Regions from separate parts of the Gossypium hirsutum genome. Here region 1 is linked to region 2. Evidence: chromatin contacts called from public Hi-C data. All regions are on one chromosome and are shown on one strand. Each heading gives the region's core, a stretch centred on a gene start, on an enhancer-like site or on the middle of the called end of the contact. The rest is flanking DNA. Distances are from core to core; before and after follow the strand shown.

What was found. Hi-C and Micro-C count contacts between places; a contact is called where the count stands out from the background.
Region 1: a Hi-C map of leaf shows a contact between it and region 2, with 4 times the contacts expected there. The contact joins the promoter of LOC107960332 here to the promoter of LOC107959973 in region 2. A contact is called at or near these places in 4 of 34 Hi-C or Micro-C datasets (cotyledon, leaf and seedling).

The regions. Positions count from the first base shown.
Region 1 is chrA05:75,353,575-75,357,397 of Gossypium_hirsutum_v2.1, reverse strand. LOC107960332 reads left to right here and starts at 2,404. Exons shown (of 7, transcript XM_016896662.2): 1 at 2,404-2,805; 2 at 2,914-2,994; 3 at 3,111-3,287. The coding sequence starts at 2,718.
Region 2 is chrA05:74,813,526-74,817,389 of Gossypium_hirsutum_v2.1, reverse strand. LOC107959973 (protein PLASTID REDOX INSENSITIVE 2, chloroplastic) reads right to left here and starts at 2,149. Exons shown (of 4, transcript XM_016896163.2): 1 at 1,655-2,149; 2 at 1,456-1,554. The coding sequence starts at 1,897.

The DNA.
Region 1 (3,823 bases), core at 1,155-3,654, 540 kb before region 2:
TCTTTTGTATCTTACTTCAAATTCAACTATAGTATCATTTGCTTCTGAATCTTTTTGTTTAATAAGCTAATGTTCTTTTATCAACTGAGTGTAAGTGATAAATGCTTTGCCTCATTCCCAACAAACAAAGGAAGCAATACATCAAACCCAGATTTGTTGTTGGTTTCTGTCGATTTCCTCATAATTCTATTTTCTTTACAATACAAAGTTCATTGATAAAGAAGGGACTTGTTTGATGTTCATTGGATCATGTCTACAATAACTAATTACTAGAATGATTTGAGATTTTATTTTCTTCAACTATTTTCGGGTTTGATTATCAAATAAATTCATGAATTTGTTTGGATTTGATCAAATTGGTCCATCATGGATGTTTGGATTTGATCAAATTGGTTGGTTTAATCAGGAATTGGTTGGGTATCAAGTTAGAAAAGACATCAAATTGGTTGCCTTAGGTTAGGTATCAAGTTGGAAAAGACATCAAATTAGTTGCCTTATGTATTTGTATAAATTGTTGAATTAGGTTAAAAAACTAGTTAATCGGTTTTTAATTTTTATAAATATTATTTTTATAATTTTTTAATAATTTAATTAATTAATTCATTGATAAATTAGTGGTAAAATCAATTTGACTATCGACTTGGTTCTTAAAACTTTTGGCTTGTAACTTTTTGTTAATATATGAATATTATGCTTGGATGTGAAATATAATTCTCAAGTTATTTATTACTTCTAATATTTTGTTTTTTATTGTAGAATAATTAAATTATTTGTTTCACTAATGATATTTTAGCACATTAAATATGTATTGCAATTTAAAAATAATAAAGTAGATTATATATTTTTTATAGTAGTATATATTTTGATTTTTTAAATTCATATAATAATAATTATATTAAGAATGTTATTAAATTATATTTAATAATAATTATGTTAAAATATAGTTAAATTATTTATTATTTTTATTAAATTATTTTCAATAATAATCATATTAAAATTTAATAACAATAATAATAATCATCTACCTAACAAAAATTCTGCTAAGGGTATTCTGATCATTTTAGTTTTTTTCCTTATGCTATTACAACATCATTCCATTGAATCAAACACAATAATACTAGTACAGTTTTATTCCATTTCATTCAACCAAACAGTTGAACTACTGATTACAGCTCTATTTCATTACAACTCTATTCAATTACAGCCTTATTCCATTATAGTGAACCAAACGTATCCTAAAGTTTTATCAGGCGGGTTGTTACATAATCATCCAAATTTGAGCTTAATGTCTAGGCTGAGTTGGAGAGGTTGCAAACTGCAAGTAGTCTACAAAAGTTGACACAAAATTGCATTTGATCAAGATCTAAATAGAGATCAAAACTTTCACATGCTTAAAATATAAAAATTAAACAAATTAATCATAATTAATTAAGAATTAAAATAATAATAATCTAAATATGAAACATAAAATAAAAACTCCATTCAAAATTTTGCATCTTGCGTCTAAAGCTTCAAATGAAAAATCATAGAGGATAAGTGTAATCTTCAACACATAAGATTTTTTATTTATGAGCAAGATCATGCTGACAACGTATTATAAAACTAAAAAGAAGAATGTAAAGATTAAGAGAGAAAGAAAAAATAAAGAAATGAAAGAATGATTCAATTTTCACTTAAGATACAATAAGCTTGTATATGCCCTATATTTATAGGGCTTCAAGTACCATAAATTAAAAAGCAGTAAGGACCAACATTAAGAGCTAACATTAAAATACCCTATAAATGATTTAAGGGTTATAAGATAATGAATTTAGGGGTCATAGACATTTATTCTTTAAGGGTTACGATAGAATATATTTAAGGGAATTATGGATATCTATTTATCAATAGATTTACAACAAAAGCGTATTTTAATAAAAAAAGTAAAAATATATTCCTTAAAAAAGAGTAAAAACATATAATATATTAAAAATTAATATTTGATATAATAAAAGTATATACTTTTATGTATTAAATTTTCTTTATTTTTTTGAATTAATGTATTTTTCATTTTCATCTTACCATTTACAATGATTAATCCTTTTGAGATTAATATCTTTTTAAAAGTTGAAAGTTTTCTCATTAGGTTAAAGTACATTATTAATAAATTTATTTCCTTTAAATGATAAATCATGATATAATATAAAATTATATACTATCAAATATTTTTTTAAAGGTATATACTATCAAATATTAACATATATATTAAATATAATTATAAATCATGAAAATACATTAATCCCGTACTAATACACGAAGATCCAGGTATAACCACATCACGTTGATTTTCTCTCTCTTTCATTGTCACAGCGAGTTCCCTTTACCTCTTTTGCTTTATTATTATTATTATTATTTTCTTGTTGCTTTTCCTCCCTTTTTCTTGTCTCTTTCCCTTTCCTCTTCTTCTACTCACCACTCTACTCTTCACGGTGTCTCAAAAGAAACCAAGAAAAAGAACCATCTTTTCCTATTGTTATTAAAAAAACTAGGAAAAAAATTTGAAAAGCACACTGTTTTACTCTAGCTCAAAGTGTTCATTCACTTTCCTGCAAAAGACCCAGATTCTGAATAGGGTTTTGCATTTCTTCTCAATGTGTAAAGCTTGAATATCCTTACATATCTAAGAGCTCTTTGTTGGGTTTTCTTTTTTTTTTTTTTTTGCTTGAGTGAAAGTGGCAATGGGTAAAAATGTGTTGGTCTTGGGTATTGCTCTTTTGCTTCTTCTTGGAGGTGTCACTTCAGCTCCTACTACTTCTTCACCTGCAAGTAAGTTTCCTAACAAATGAAAAAGCTCGCATTGATTTTGATCTGCTTCTAGATTTAAGATAAATCCTTGCTTTAATGGAAAATGAATTTGATTCTTTGTTCCCGCAGAGATCGTAAGTGGGGTTTTCTCTAATGCCGTGTCTGCTTCTATGAAATGGTTATGGTCACTCAAAGCTACCACTAAAACAGGTTAAGATCTCCGACTATTAGAATTTAGAATTAAAACCCACATTTCCTCTTTTTTTTTTTGGCTTTGAGATTAGCGTCTGATGTGGTAATCTCCATGGTATTTTATGTATGTATAGCAATTACTGGCCGTCCAATGATGAAGTTTGAGGGTGGATACACTGTGGAGACTGTGTTTGATGGAAGTAAGCTTGGGGTTGAACCTCACACTGTTGAGATTTTGCCCAGTGGAGAGCTGCTAATTTTGGACTCTGCTAATAGCAACCTTTATCGGATGTCTAGTTCTTTATCTCTGTGTAAGTGGGGGTTTCTTCTTTCTCGTAGTATTATTCAAATGGTTGGCTTTGTTAATTTTTGTTGCATTTGCATTAGTAATTCAAATTGTTTGCCTTGTTTGGGTAATGCTTTGTTCTTTTAGTGTGATCTTTTCTTACTGAATGTTTCAAGGCTTGTTACTAATAGAAAAAGTTGAGGTATTTGCATCTGTTGGCAGTGAGTCCTGTTGCTGAACCTGCCTCATAAAGGACAGTGCACGTTTAGCTGAGTTGGCATACATTCTCCATTGTCCAAGTGCTGAGTGCAATTTTTTATTTTGATGGTCTTGTTAGAGTTAGAGCAAGTTGTTTCATCTGTCAAGCATTTTAATGTATTTCAAATGCATTTCCATTTCATATATTTGAAAGATGCGGGTTATAGAAATATTTGTAAGTTAGAACTTAGATGAATGGTGCAGATGTTCTACCAATATTTTATAAAATATTGTTACATTTTTCTTCAAATAAATTGGAAACAAATAGATCTTTCACTAAGAGCATTTACATCATTTTGAGGA
Region 2 (3,864 bases), core at 900-3,399:
CCAAACATTCACATAAGGAAGAACATGACGAGCTGTCAGGCAAGGAGTGATTTGTTATTTTCGTGCCAGATAATTCTTTTGGGGTCAATTATTGAACAATTTCCAGCTCAATCAAAAAGCAGGCCTCTTAAAGAGACAAAAATGTTCGATTTAGAAGAAATCATTGCTGATAAAAGCTATAAACAACCAAAAGTAGGCAATTAAAATTATGTTGTTTGGATTGAAAGATTTGACTAAAGGGCTGTGAACCACTATTCTCAAACTGTTATATGATTCTCTGATTACAGGGATTAACAGGCGAGGCTTAGTGAGTGAACATGATCACCAATCACCATTGATCACATCGTGTACAATGGAACGGTATAAACCCATTTGGATGTGATGACAAGGAAGCCAGATGAAATCAGCTACTGTGAATGATAATATTGATGGTTGTGTTTTTCACAGTAAAGAGCATTGCATACTAATAATACCCAGTTCACAAAATAATGTCACTTCTAGGACCATATGTTGCATCGGCTTTATCATCAACAGAATAATAACATCTTTCAAGCATGATGAAGCCTCTCAGGTTATCAAGCGTGGTAAAGCCACTTGTGCTCTACTGATATCCTCTAACATATTACTCTGAAGATTTACTTTAACATTAATGTGTCATATTTGTTTGATGTAAAATGTAAGATATACTAAGGAATGAGATTATCATCATCGATACAAAAGACCATGTAGGCCTATCTCATTCCAAGATCCTAAGATCATCTTAGGGTTTGTTGAAGTCTTCTAAGAATGAATTTTGACACCTGAAACCATCTTATTATGTATTAATACTAAGCCACCATACTTGATACTCCGTCCATGAATCGTGGGTATTGACTCTTGAGAATGAAACAAGGCTCCAATAAAATAAAAAATTCTGTTCAGTGGTACATTCTTTCAAGTAAGTCATCGAAGTATGGAGGATGATAACAGCATGGGCGATTTTGGAACTAGGAACGCAAAGCTACACGAGGGCCGTCAATCCAATCTAACTACCAGCAGTTTTATCAGAAAATACAAAGAGGGATACCATAATACCAATCAGAATGCATCAGGGAGCAGAATAGCAATAACATGGGCTGGAAGCCGCCAAGTGAGGGAAGAGTCAAAACTAAATTTGATGGAGCCGTTCAAACAAACAGTCGAACAGGTGGTGTTGAGTATAATTGTTCGAGACTATCAATGTCAAGTTTTGGCAGGTTCGGTGAAGAATATGCAACATGTAACAAAAACAGCGAAGGTGGAAGCAACGGCTGGCTACAGGGCTTTCGTGTACGCAAAAGAGTCGGGCTTATAAAGGATAGAGCTGGAAGGTGATGCTTTAACTCTCATTGAATTCAACAAAAACCATTCATAATATATTAACAATTAATCGAAATTAGCCGTTGCTAGAAAAGAAAAAAGAAAAAGGGAAAGTACCTCAACGCAAACGACAATGACAGAATCAAGGTCATCACCAAATTTGTCTTTGTCTTTGGGTAACTTGTTGAAAAGCTCAGCTTTAAACTTCTGGGTCTCCTATTATACCAAATACCCACAAAAATAATCAAAAGAAAATCTATCATTGGAGCTTAAAACCATAATACGTTTTTCTAAACATACAAGTGTATAAACTTACGGCTTCAGCAAACTTAGGGATAGGGTCATGGTAAACGTATTTTTGGGAATGCGAGGATCTGAGAACGCTAAGGAACGGTTTTACGGAGATGGGTTTTGAAGAGAGGGTTGGAAAAGAGAGAGGAGGAGAAGGCGGGTTTAGTATAAGGCCGGCGTTTCGCAGGATAAGAATGGTGGAGGTTGGAATTTTGGCGGGAGTTAAGGATGGGGGAATAGAGACCAACGAACACGAAGAAGACGCCATTTTCGGGTGATAGATTGTAATGGATGGAGTTGAACTTTTAATTTTGGATTTTTTTGGGCCTGTGACTGATTGTTAATTTGGGTGCTAGGGTTGGTATCGGGCCTCTTAGTTCAATTTTCTTTTTCTAGATGTATTACAAGTGTAGTCCTTGATTATTTCATATTATGTATTTTAAATCAATATTGGTTTTTTTCATGGTTAAATTTTAGTATTAGTATCTGTATTATGCATAAGTTGTGGATTTAGCCCTTATATTTTAATTTAGTCTTTATATTTTAATTTAGTCATTTTCGATCCCTCTACTTTTAGAATTTTAAAATTTTAGTCTTAACCAAATGGTGACTATTAAATTCATTAAGTTATACTATTTTCAAAATTTGATGCCTCAAATATATTATCATATGTGTAATGTCATATCAACTTACTATTTCCATATTACTCAGAAAAAACCAATTAATAAATTATAATTGTCATTTGTATTAAGACTGAAATTTTGAAATTCGAAAAACATATCAACTAAGATTGATTCAACTAAAAAGAATACAAACTAAATCTATAACTTTACGCATAATATAATACTAATAGTAAAATTTAACTAAACAAACTTAACTGCTATAGTTTGGTTAAGACTAAGATTAACCAATTCAAAAAAAAATCAAATTAAAATACAAATACTAAATCCACGTTACAAAATACAAATTCTAATTTCAAAATTTGACCGTCAAATATTCACGATTAATAGCTTCCCAATTTAAAGGTAAACTTCCTTATTAATGAATTATTGAATGTTAAGTATAACTCTTATTTCAGTCAAATTTGAAAAATATTCTTTTAGTTAAACTTTGTTTATTTGTTTTAATCAAACACTGATTAGTTTAGATTATTTTATTATTATTTGACCTATGAATTTAGCCTATAAATAGGCTCTTTTACAATATTAGAAAATACACCCATTAGATATTAGAACTCATAACACATTTAGAGAATTTTGTGCTTACGTTTGGAGGGTTCTTTGTTTTCAGGTTTTCAGGGTTTAGTTTTTATTTCCATCTTTTATACTCTTCGTTCTTTTGCCATTATAATAAAATTATCTTTGCCCGTGGTTTTTTATCCTCTTTGGAGGGGTTTTTCTACGTTAAATTTGTATGTTCAATTTATCAATTTATTCAGCTATTTTTTTTACTTGTTGCTTAATCGGGTCGATCCTAACAAGTGGTATCAGAGCTAGTTCAATTTTCATAGATCAGCCTGTTCAGAGATGGCAGCAACAAGGTTTGAAATTGAGAAGTTTGATGGTGAGACAAATTTCAATTTATGGCAAGTTCAGATGATGGCAATTCTAGTTCAAACCGACTTGAAAAAGGTTGTTACTGGAAAAAAAAGCCTGAGAATTTAAATCAAACTGAATGGGAAGAGCTTGATGAAAAGGCCTTTCTGCAATCTAGTTGTGCCTTGTGAATACGGTATTGTAGGAGGTATTGGTGGAGAAGACCTCATCCACCTTGTGGAAAAGGTTAGAAACTCTTTATGTGACTAAGTCTCTAGCTAACCAATTAGTGTTGAAACAACGTTTATTTACGTTTCGCATGAACGAATGTGAACTTCTTAGAGATCACATTAGTTAATTCATTACTTTTTAAAATGATTTAAAGAATATTGAGGTTTATATTGACGATGAAGATTAGGCTATGCTATTATTGTGCTCTTTACCCCCTTCATATAAGTCTTTCAAGGAGACCTTGATTTATGGTAGAGACAAACTCTCGTTCGAAGATGTGAAGGGTCATTTGTTGAATAGAGACAAACTCGACAATTAGTTTGGTTTGGATAGCAAGACAGACAAGCAAGCTTCCGTCTTGGTAGCATCAAAGAAATAAGACAAAAGGTGTCGCTATTGTAAATAGGTCATATTAAAGTAGATTGTTATAAACTGCGAAATAAAAGAGTTGCTGAGAGTAACGAGGAAG